Regions from separate parts of the Hordeum vulgare genome. Here region 2 is linked to region 1. A link is a contact called in public Hi-C data. All regions are on one chromosome and are shown on one strand. Each heading gives the region's core, a stretch centred on a gene start, on an enhancer-like site or on the middle of the called end of the contact. The rest is flanking DNA. Distances are from core to core; before and after follow the strand shown.

Region 1 (5,861 bases), core at 1,120-3,619:
GTCATCCCTCACCGGTTCCCTCGGGGCAAAGACAATCTGCACATAGACACTATTATAGGACCACTGTCATCTTCGACGATTTCGAAATGAAATACTGGCATGCGGGTGCTTAAGAAATGTGTATAATGATGTAATGTAATGAGGTGGACGTACAAATACACAAAACACTAGTCGCTCGCATCACGCGCAGTCCTGATCGGTCGTTGCATCACGCGAGATCTTGGTTCACGGCGGCTGCTTGCATTGCATCGACTTGTCAGTATTTGCCACAAAGACGAAGACAACTACGGTCCTGTAGCAACTACTAGCCAGACGGGCATTAGTCAAGCGTCATCGTCACCTCGTCGGCGTCGCTGTCCAAAAACAACAAGTAAAATGAACGGCGGCCACATTAGCATATTGCCGAGGATCGCGCGATCGAATCGGTGAGCTTGCTTGCCACCCAGGGACAACGAGTTAAGATGTCGTACTCGTGTAGGGTCTCGCAGACTCGCAATGCATGTCCAGCTAGTGCACAGGGCAAGCCAAAGTATCTAGGCAAGGATGCAGCAGCCCTCGTACAGATGTGACACTGTGGATTTATGGATGTAGGTGCGCCCACTTTGCTTGAAACTCAAGCTTGATCGCTTGACAGATTTAGGCTCCATGCTCGTAGAACGTTCGCCGAACGAAGATATATAAGGCCTCACCAGCTCACCTGATCGCAGTCTGTCGTCGACAGTTTGCAGATAGGCAGGCTGGGGGCTTTTGCATGTGTCAGTGTGGTTCCGCGGAATCTCCACCTACAAAACACGACAAGTAAATTGGACAAAGTGTGGATTAGGAGTGGGTAAGTGCGTGTTAGAGACCTAATCTCAGTAATGTCGACATGACAGTGCTCCGATTAAGAGGAGAGGTTGACCGGTTAGCAACACATAGATTTCCACGCAATGACGCAGAACACATGCATTACATTAATGGTCGTCAGTCACCAGCTCCCTCCGGGCAAAGACTGTCACGCATGACGCATCGTACGAGACTATTTATAGGAGGAGTACGTACCACCGTCACGTTCGACCATTGCCAAATGAAAGGTACGCTCTGATATTTGTGTTCATCTATTGAACGGGAAATGCACACCAAATTCTCTTTTTAATTTTAAAATGCTTGCATGTGTCTAGAAAATTAGAAATCCCAAAAATAATTTGCGAATTTCCTTGTCGAAGCAAGCATTTAAGTCTCTTTGACAAAAAGAGAGAGCAAATTATCATGCTCTAAAAAGCAGACAACTAGTACTTCACTAATTTGGAGTAGTAGTGGTCTTGTATAGAAAATGGAGAGAGTATGCATGTATGGCCACTAATTTTCTCACTTTTATTAAATATGGTGTGGGAGTCAAAGGTCTTTACTAAATTGGACTCAAAGAGAGTCTACATAATGAAAATAAAAAAAATTAAGATGAGACCTCTAAACCGGAAAGAAGGGATGAATTATTTTATATGGCCATTTTACTTTCCGTGTCTTAAACTTCTTCTTAATTAATGAAAATATGTTTTTTTGTCTTGATTATAAAAACATGCTTGTTTTGTACTAGTTTCTTTTATTCTTAGAAAAAAGAGCATACACATTTATATTTGCTTTTTCTCAAAAATAAAAAGGTTGCATGTGGTAAAAATAAAATTGTATTCCCATCAGAAACAAGTGCTTTGGGTGTAGCTTCGAACTTACAACACCGAACCTCAGGTGAAGCTAAGCATTTTCGTGACACGAAAGTATCTCCAGCTACAAAACAGGACAATTTTCTTTCTTTGGGTGCAGACTTATTACACGGTTCATGAGTCACGACCACACACCAGTTCCCTCCGGGCAAAGACAGTCTTGATCAGTTCCGCGAGTATTATAGCACTACCTCACCGTCTCCTTCGACGCTTTCAAATCAAAACGAAAGACACGGCCCAAATTGCACCACAAATGAGTCTACCCCTCATTGTGTAGACTCTATGAGCATCTTCGTTCACACGGACGTCGGCAGGAATGAACAGGCGCGATTCGAATTCGATCTCGACACCAAACCCTACTTCAGCAGAAGAGAATTTCCTGAGATGACAAGACGACCCCATCTCTACGCTTGGAATCTTACTTAAATCGGAGTGAACAGCGTTTATCTTCAATGACGCGCGGGTGGGCAGGTATGCAAAGTAAACCTGGGTAGGTGAATCGAGGAGGATTCTTGAATGCTTCGCAGCTTGTTTGGTGCTTTTGTCCTCGGCATCCATCGACATTCTCTGGATTAGTTTTCTTTCGTGGCGCTGGCGCGGCAGCAGGTGGTGGCTGGCTGGCCTCCTCCCGGTCTCCCATACCCAGCTGACCACTCCCAGTCTCCCACCACGGTGGCACACTACTTTTCACCACGACTTGTCAACCGTTTGCCACCCTTACCCTTCTTCTACAGCAGATACGTACTAGTCCCTTCATTTTTTTTAGTGTGCATATAAGATTTGATCAAAGTCAAGTGATATAAAGTTTCTTTCTTTATTTCGTAATATAATGTATCTATATTTTTTAACATATAAGTTTGTTTATAAATTTAACCAACGAGATCGATTATGACGGAAGTAAAAATTATGTCGTTGAATTCATATTGAAAATATCATTGTGTTTACCCGTTGATAGTTGATATGGCATGAATACTATATAAATACTAATCAATATGTAGATCTTCTTCTCTTTGAAAAAGAGATCGGTGAGCTAAGGCCCCTTTCAATGCATAGTTGTTTAGAGTATCTTCAGCCGCGTCCTCAACGGGTTTTTTAGGATGTGTTTTCTTTGCCGGCGTCGAAAAATAGTCTCAGTCGCGTTTCGAGGTCGTCGATTTTTGCCGGTTGGGCTCATTTTTAGGCCCGACGATCTCAGGACGAACCCAACGCGCTGGGGGTGCTTGGGGGCTCCGACGGATGGGAAAACGGCGCGTGGGCCGTCACTGTGAGGCAAAAAATGGTTTTCCACCTCCAGATCTGCCCCGCTCGCGCACTACACCTTTCGCCGTCGTGTCGATCCAAGCGTCGTGCACCTACCTACCGCCGCTACAAAGGACATCTCCCCGGTAACAAAGGGAGGGTTCGCCGCTGAAAGGACGTAGATGTCGCCTAGTGGAGGTGGTGAATATGCGTTTTGAAATAATTACGGTTTAGATTTAAACAAATGCGGAATAAAACTAACGTTTAATTTATCAATCACAAAACATAAAACAACTAGGCTCACCTATGTGCACCAACAACTTATGTGTTACAGCATATATCTCCATAGGTGGTTTTGGTAATTGATGACAATTCCTATGAACTAATGGTTGCCTTAAGTTATATTTATAGGATTTGTTCATAGGCACTTCTTGAATTCCATCTGTTGGGTTCAAGGAGTTTATATGATGACCAAGATGGTATTCAATGTATTATCCAAAGAATGGTCATAGAGACACAAGGTTGATCAAGATCTCAGACAAAGAGTAAATCAAGATGATCAACACACAAAGCGTACAAGATGTACCGAGAGGGATCAAGTGATCCCATGGTATGGTAAGCATTGTCCATTACGTGTTTGTGTACTAACCCATGGTCTTCGTGAGAGTTCTATGTGTGGGTTAGGTGTGTTTCCATGGGCTTGCGTCAAAAGGAAGATCTCATACAACCCATGAAGGATGACGTCAAGTGGTGATCGTCATCAAGATTGCGGTGTGCAAGTTCAAGAAGATCAGCACGAATATATCGTGCTTGAAGCTTGCCGTCCATTGTGGTGGCAATGGACTTGTGAAGGTATGCTGAAGAGTGGCTCACCCATAGTGAGTACGAGGGAGCAATCAACTAGTCTTCATCAAGCCAACGCAATCACGAAAGGTGGTCCATCTTGAGGAAGCCAAGATCATCATCATCTAGCTCAAGAGGTCGAGGTGCAAGGTATAGGTTTGCCCTTGATAGGTTTTCTGTTTAGGATAGAATGTTGTACTGTCAAGGGGGGCTCTCAAGTGATTAGCTTGATCGTATCGTTCGTTGAGAGCTCAAACCATTTGCATCCTTGCATCATACTTCTTGGTTCTTATTTGGTGTTTCTCTTTGTGAGTTCTAGAGCTTATGGTCATCTTCATGACAAGCTCGAGTTCATCGAAAACGGAGTCCAGATGCAACTACTATGATGTTTTTGATGTTGGAGTTTTTGCCGGTTCTTCATTCATAGAGGTCTCACATCTCTAGATCATTGGCATTTTCATATCGTTGTTTGGATTGCTCTTGTCGTCCTGAATCCAACAAGCTTGGGTTTGCTCGATTCGGAGCTCGTATGCGAAAGTTATGGCTGTTTCAGTGGCGAGCGGTAGTACCGCTGGACCTAGCGGTGGTACCGCTAGAGCTGGCGGTAGTACTGCTGGCCCTAGCTGTAGTACCGTTAGAGCTAGCGGTAGTACCGCTGGCCGAGCGGTAGTACCGCCTCTGGTCAGCGGTAGTACCGCTCCAGGACTTTAGTACCGTCATCTTTGCGGTTGTACTGCGTCGGACTTTTTGCGAAGACTTTCTTGGCGGTGGTTGGCCCGGTAGTATCTTTGCGCTACCATGGGCTCAGCGTTAGTACCGCTGCAGCCAGCGGTAGTACCGCTGGAGGGTCAGCGGTAGTACCGCTGCAGCCAGCGGTAGTACCGCCGGAGGGTCAGCGGTAGTCCCGTTGGGCTTGGGCTGTAAGTGGGGGTAACGGTCTGATTCCTTCCCCCACTATATAAAGGGGGTCTTCTTCCCCCTTGATCTTATCCATCCGTTGAGCTCTTGTTCTACCTCCATTGTTGACATTCTTAGAGCTTGCTTACTCTCAATCCCTCCAATGATTCTTGTTTGTTCTTGAGGGAAAAGAGAGAGGAGATCTAGATCCACATCTCCACCAATCACTTTCTCCTCTATGTGAGGGGAACCCCTTGGATTTAGATCTCGGAGTTCTTTGTGAGCTCCTTGTTCTTCCTCTCATATTTCTCCAGAGCTTTCTTTGTTGTGGAGGGATTTGAGTGTGAGGGACTTGACCACTTCGTGTGTTCTTGCCATTGCATTAGTTGCATCGGTTTGAGTTCTCCACGGTGATACGTGGAAGTGAGAAGTTGAGAAGCTTACTACCTTTGGTACTTAGTACCCTAGATATTGTTCTTCGTGGATGCTTTGGCGTCCTAGAAGCTTGGTGGTGTCTCGGAGCTCAATCATTGTGGTGTGAAGCTCCGGGCAAGCGTCGGTGAAAGAATCGGTATGGTTTACTAGGGGGGTTGAATACGCAACGACCACTTTTTAATTAATCTTAGCAAGTTAAGGTAAACAACATATGGGTTCACAAATATTACAACAATGGGGTGAACCCTAATGAAGCTAATAACGAGAGCTACTAAGACAAGTAAGAGATAGACGACAACATAAGCATACACAAAGTAAAGGTTAGAGATAACCACAAGTGGAACCGATGGAGACGAGGATGTGTTACCGAAGTTCCTTCCCTTTGACAGGAAGTACGTCTCCGTTGGAGCGGTGTGGAGGCACAATGCTCCCCAATAAGCCACTAAGGCCACCGTATTCTCCTCACGCCCTCGCACGATGCAAGGTACCGTGATTCCACTATAGGTGCCCTTGAAGGCGGCGACCGAACCTTTACAAACAAGGTTAGGGCAAACTCCACACAAAGCTTGGAGGCTCCCAACAAGACCACGAAGCTTCACCACAATGGAATGTGGCTTCGAGGTGACCTCAACCGTCTAGGATGCTCAAACACCCAAGAGTAACAAGATCCGCAAGGGATTGGTGGGGGAATGAACTTTTCTCTTGGTGGAAGTGTGGATCTAGGCCTTCTCAACCAATCCCGAAAGAATC
Region 2 (5,861 bases), core at 1,495-3,994, 62 kb after region 1:
GTAGGATGGGGTGAGGGGGAACCGGCGCGCGCGTCCATCGTGTCAGTTCGCCGGCGCCGGCGCGTGCGGGGCGAAGGTGGCGCGGTGGAGAGAGTGCGGCGCGAGGGCTCATGTGTGTCGCATGCAGAAGCGGACGCCCCAAAAACGCAACACGCGATGGCGATTCGGACCGTGCACCCAACTATATATGTCGCGTGCGCGGTTATTGCACGCCCGCTGAAGACACTTTGCCGATTGCGTGCGCGCTAAAATGGGTAAATTTACGGCACGGTGCTTGTTTAAGAGCATCTCCAACAGGCGCGCTATACAAGCGCCGCGCCGTAAAAAAGGAACTATTAGCGCGCGCGCAACGCGGCGGGCAGCTCCAGCGGGCGCGCAAAAACGACGCGCGCGCCATTTCCAGTTCAGCGCGCTGGCCGAAACACAATCCCGCGCCCCTTATTTGCTACGCCGGCTCCCCCGCGCGCGACTCTCCCGTGCTCGCTCCTGCTCTCTCCCGCGCTCGCTCCTCCACTCTCGCGCCGCCCCTATCCGACCGCGCCGCCACCGCCGCTCGCGCCCTCGGCGACCGTTCAATGCTTCCCCGGCCTATCCCCGCGTCGCCGCCCGCGCCCGCCGGCGACCACTCAACCGCTTCCCCGGCCTGTCTCCGCTGCGGCCGCCGCCCGCGCCCCCCGGCGACCGTTCAGGCGCTTCCCCGGCCTCCCCGCGCCGCCGCGCTTCCGCCCCACCCCCTCCTAGTCCGGCCGGCCCTCGCGCGCCTCCGACGTCCGAGGAACAGCGCCCAAGCGCTCGCTGCCGCGCCGCGCCCGCAAGGTGTTCGACAAAACGCCTACAAGGTATGTATTCCTCCAAACTTATGAATTTGGTGCATGTTTTGAATTGTAGTTTTTATAGTATAGTATTGAACATTGTAGATGAGTTCGTCGTATGATTCTTCCGAAGAAGAATTTGATATGGAAGAGGAGGAGGATCTTGCAATGATCATAGCTATGCATATCAATAAAAAACCGAAGCACGGTGGTTCGGTTATGGGTCGGGAAATTTTTTGGAGAGATAGGATTGATGCCCATAACAGATTGATGAAGAACTATTTCGTGGAGAATCCCACATACCCGGAGTCGTATTTTCGTCGCCGGTTTAGGATGAGCACAGACTTGTTCAAGCGCATTGCAGAGAAACTAGCGAGCCATGACCGGTTTTTCCAGCAAAGGAGGAATGCCGCCGGAGAGCTCGGGCATAGCACCTTTCCGAAGGTGACAGCCGCTTTGCGTATGTTGGCATACGGTATCCCGGCTGATCTAGTTGATGATCACTTGGCTATGGGTGAGAGCCAAGCCATCATGTGTGTCAAGCGCTTTGCAGTGGGAATTGTGCAAGTGTTTGGCGATGAGTATTTGAGATCTCCCACTGCTGAAGACGCCGCAAGGCTATTGGCGATGAACAAATCTTGCGGCTTTCCTGGCATGCTTGGCTCAATAGATTGCATGCATTGGAGTTGGAAGAATTGTCCAAAGGCATGGCATGGGCAATTCCACGGCCAAAAAAAGGGTTCCACTATAATCCTTGAAGCGGTGGCCGATCAGGAGACTTGGATTTGGCATGCATTCTTTGGAATGCCTGGATCTTTGAATGACATCAATGTTGTCAACCGGTCACCACTGATGAATAAGATTGCGAATGGTGAGTTGTCAGAGGTGCAGTTTGTAGCAAATGGCCGTACGTACAACTATGGCTATTATCTAGTGGATGGCATCTATCCAAAGTGGCAAACCTTCGTGAAGCCGTTGAAAAAGCCATAAGGTAAGAAAAATCTTGATTTCCACACTGCTCAGGCGGCTGCTAGAAAAGATGTGGAGAGAGCATTTGGGATTTTGCAAGCCCAATTTGCTATTGTGAGAGGACCGGCTAGATTTTGGGATCAAAAAATGCTTTGGTACATCATGCACGCTTGTGTGATCATGCACAACATGATCATCGAGAATGAACGTGGCCAAGATTTAGACTACTCACAGTATGAGCTCTTGGGACATCCCGTGCGAGTGCGACGGAGGGTTGAAAGGGTAGCCCGTTTTGTTGCCTCCTATCATGCCATTCGGCGTCCTGCAACGCACAATGATCTTCAGAAGGATCTGATTGAAGAGTGGTGGGCATGGCATGGACGACAAAGAGCATGATTTGATTGCATTATTTGTATTGTATTGTTCATGAACTATTGGTTGTGTTTATTGCATTATTTGTTGTATTGAACGATAAACTATTTGTTTGAGTTGTAATAACTATTTATTGTTGATTTATTTTGTTTGTTTGATCGTTTTTCTCCTATTTTTTGAAATGTATATGTGGTTTGTGCGTGCTACGCGCGCTGCATTTTTGGGCACTGCTGGAGCGGCGCGCGCGCTGTATTGTAGCGCGGCTGTTGGAGCCAGCGTCTATCCCCGCGCTAAACCAGCCGAAGCGCGCGCGGTAAATACATTTTTTGGACGCGACGCGAAGCGCGGCTGTTGGAGATGCTGTAACGCGGCGCGGCTGTACAGTACTACTACGAAGCTGGTTCCAACCTTGACATAAATCAAGTCACCCACACGCGCGCATGCACACGCAGCAGTCACATTGACATAAATCCAGTCTACGAAACTGGTCCAAACCTCCGAGGGGCATTCCTGGAAGACTAAGATAAACCCCAGCCTCGCCTCGCCTCGCCTCACCTGCTCGAGTTCCCCGGCAATAAATAGAGGCCTGTCTGAAATGAATCGGCGACAGAGGGGAGTTACTGCCCTCGAACGCATCAACGGCATCCATCCTCAAGGAAAAGAAGAATAAAGTTCAAGAAAGCGAAACAGTAGTAGACCACTCCGCACACAAACACCTCCCAAACCCATCCACAAGCCCCCCAACCCCGTAGAGCGCGCGGCGCGCATCAATGGATCAGCACCAGGTGAAGGAGGGAGGGACAATGGATCAGCACAAGGAGGAGCGGCAGCAGCAGGAGGGAGAGCCGACGGATCAGCGCAGGGAGGAGGAGGTGGCGGGCAAGCCCGACGAGCCGACGGATCGGCGCAAGGAGGAGGAGGAGGAGCCGGAGGAGGGAGACAACCTCAACGAGCCAACGGGTCAGCGCAAGGAGGAAGACAAGGAGGACAAGTCTGGAGAGCTCACGGACCAGCGCAAGGCGGATGCGGTGGCTGAAGAGCTCACGGACCAGCGCAAGGTGGAGGTGGAGGAGGGGGAGGGGGAGAAGGAGACGGAGAGGAGCTCCGGCGAAGAGTCCATGTCGGCCTCGTCGCTCTCGCTCTTCGTGCACCCGTGCTCGCTCCTGCTGCGGTACCTCTTCCGCGCCTACGCGTGGTGCCTGGGCATGGCCGACTCCTTCGGCGGCGGCACAAGGTCGAGCGCCGTCCCCGCTGCATCTACCAACTCATCCCGGGAAGAACCAGGCGAGGCGGCGGACATCGGGACCAGGGAGATCTCCAAGACCACCACTGACAGAGTAAGTAGTTCTCAAGTTTTTGGTGTAAGCATTTCTTGTTTCTTGGTTGTTCTTGGTTTGGTTGACGAAGAAGCTCACGGCAACGTACGCGATTTCTGCAGGGGTTCTACATGCGGGAGGTGATCATGCGCGTGAGGGCGGTGAGGAGGCCGCGGCCGCCCGGCAACCCGAGGGAAGGGCGCGGCGGCGGCGGAGGACACCACAACTAGCCCTACTTACGCCGATGCGGCGGCAATGGAGCACGTACGTACGTACGTCGTCTCAATCTTGGCGCGGTACAGTTAGCAGGATGTCGACCTCTACGTGCTTGTCAACTTCTGAAAGCAATGCCCTTTAATTATTAGCCTTTGTTTGTTCGTATGTATGTATAGCAAAGAGTCTGGATAATTAAGAAATTAAGTGTTGACGTTCTTCACGTAGACTTGGCTGATCACATATATCTTGCACTAAGATTAAGTGGACTACTGTGTGTTTGCTGTGTTAGTACAGCTGCTGTCTGTGTTCTGCAAGCTGACTGGAACCTGCTCAACTTATCTGCTAACGATGGTAGTTAACTGAAGCCTTCTCTGTTGCTCAAGTGATGCGATGTGTTGTCGGTGGTCTCGTCTTTCAGTAAGGACTGTGTGTTCGTACTGTTCTTTCACTCTGTGTTGGAGTGTGTTTTGTCTGCGTTTTTGTAAGTGCAAACCTGAACTTGAGTGCTAAAGTAGCATGTTAATTAACCACAGTCTACAGTATTCAGTCTGCTTCTCAGGTGATGTGGAAAAGGGAAAGAAACAGTATTATCATCACCCAGGTGCATTGCATATGAGTATGACTAAACGCGAGTGTCGGTCCATTTCGTTTCATTTGATTCAAATTGGAGTTACCCCTGGTCGATCCGGTTGAACTGCTTGCATGTCGGCCATTTGTATAGACTGCTAGCCAGATCATCCGATTCTAACGGAAACACAGTAGTACTATAGGTTATTGCAACATAGAGTAGTAACTAAATAGAGTAGCTAGTGCGCTACGTGCAGCTTTAGAGCAAGCCCAGATCTAAAGGCAATGGCAGTCGGCAGGGTCATCTCGCTCATCAGGCAGCGGCAGCAAAGTGCTGGCCAATGCATGGGCAGGGCTGGTAACAAGAAAAGCAGTATGGGTCGACGAATCTAATTGCCCGGAAAAGAGAACATATATACCGCTGGCAAGCCCTTTTCACTTTTTATTTTGGGAGAAAAAGAGAATATGTTGAAGATGCAAAGTCCCCGGAGGACAAAAAGCCCACCCCGGTATGAAGTACTTCACTCCAGCGCTTTGGTCGACGAACCTTTTGCATGTACAGTACTATGTTTCTGCCGTTCGTGCAATCACTGGTTTAATCTGAATTGCTGCACTTTTCTTGCCAACTTAATCAAAAGGGTTTGAAATACTCTGTCTGCTTTTATTTACTCCACATATTTAGCTTTGTCTGAACCCAAATGTTAATATTGACAAAGTTTACAGAAAAAACGATAATGTATATGATAACGAATCGACATCATTCAATACATCATTGAATATATTTTCACATCGTATATATTTGTTACTTTAGCTATTCATATTGTTCTCTCAAAACTGATCAAACTTTATAAAATTTGACTTTAGTCAAGGGTGTGGCTAGTTCTTAGTCGATTGAGACTTAACTAAATCTTAATTAAATGATTGAAATATAAATATTAAAAGAAATTTTTGCATGAATGTCCACATAAGATCCCATGAATCCAGGATCGATTGAGACTTGGTCAAGTCTCATTTGACTGAGATTTCACAATCCCGTTTAATCAAAGTTAACATACGGAGTAAATAAAAAGAAGGGAGTGTGAAATCACAAGGCAGCCACCAAATAGGTAGAACTGATTGCACGGAGAGTATGTTTGGATTGAGCCCAACTAGCCCTATCAAATTTTTGGCATGACCAAAATATTAGTAGGAATCTTTGTTTGTTAGGATATCAGTAGGAATCTTTGGTTGCTCGATTGTAGTCATAGCACCTGCCAACAATTCGGCAGAAAAGATAGCTGTCCATTTGGGTTGGAGCCAAATGGCTTGCCAGGCATTTGGCATAACAGACCGGCTGGTATTTGGTTTGGTTCCAAAATTCCATGATGAAATTTTGAAACGAGGCAAAAGATTTTCCATTTGCATTGATTAAGGAAGAAGGTTAAGAGTTAAGGCCCAAGGCCAAATAAGATACATCATTCTCGCGAAGATAGCCATGATTTTAAAAAAAAGTGCGAAGAAGTTTTCCCCTACGCCAAGGCCAGGGTTTCTATCCTCTCTGGCGATCACATCGCCTGAGAGTTCTCCTATCGATCGCTGACCCCTCCGCCGGGGGTTTGCGAGATCTCGG

What was found. A called contact is a pair of places that touch in the nucleus more often than the background predicts.
Region 2: a contact with region 1 is called in a Hi-C map of seedling, with 4 times the contacts expected there. The contact joins the promoter of LOC123431111 here to the enhancer-like site in region 1. A contact is called at or near these places in 3 of 6 Hi-C or Micro-C datasets (leaf and seedling) and 1 of 1 datasets of contacts at active chromatin or transcription factors (embryo).

What each region holds. Positions count from the first base shown.
Region 1 is chr2H:639,904,037-639,909,897 of MorexV3_pseudomolecules_assembly, forward strand. No RefSeq gene overlaps it. Among protein-coding and RNA genes, the nearest start is that of LOC123431110, 18 kb to the left of the region's middle. Within about 2 kb of position 2,370, at least 1 of the 3 cell types and tissues checked has open chromatin away from gene starts, as enhancers often do. A contact at or near this core is called in seedling, where this site is marked.
Region 2 is chr2H:639,965,586-639,971,446 of MorexV3_pseudomolecules_assembly, forward strand. It overlaps LOC123431111 (ribosomal biogenesis protein LAS1L-like), which reads left to right and starts at 2,745. Exons shown (of 2, transcript XM_045114946.1): 1 at 2,745-3,490; 2 at 3,592-3,905. The coding sequence starts at 2,924. The coding sequence ends at 3,699.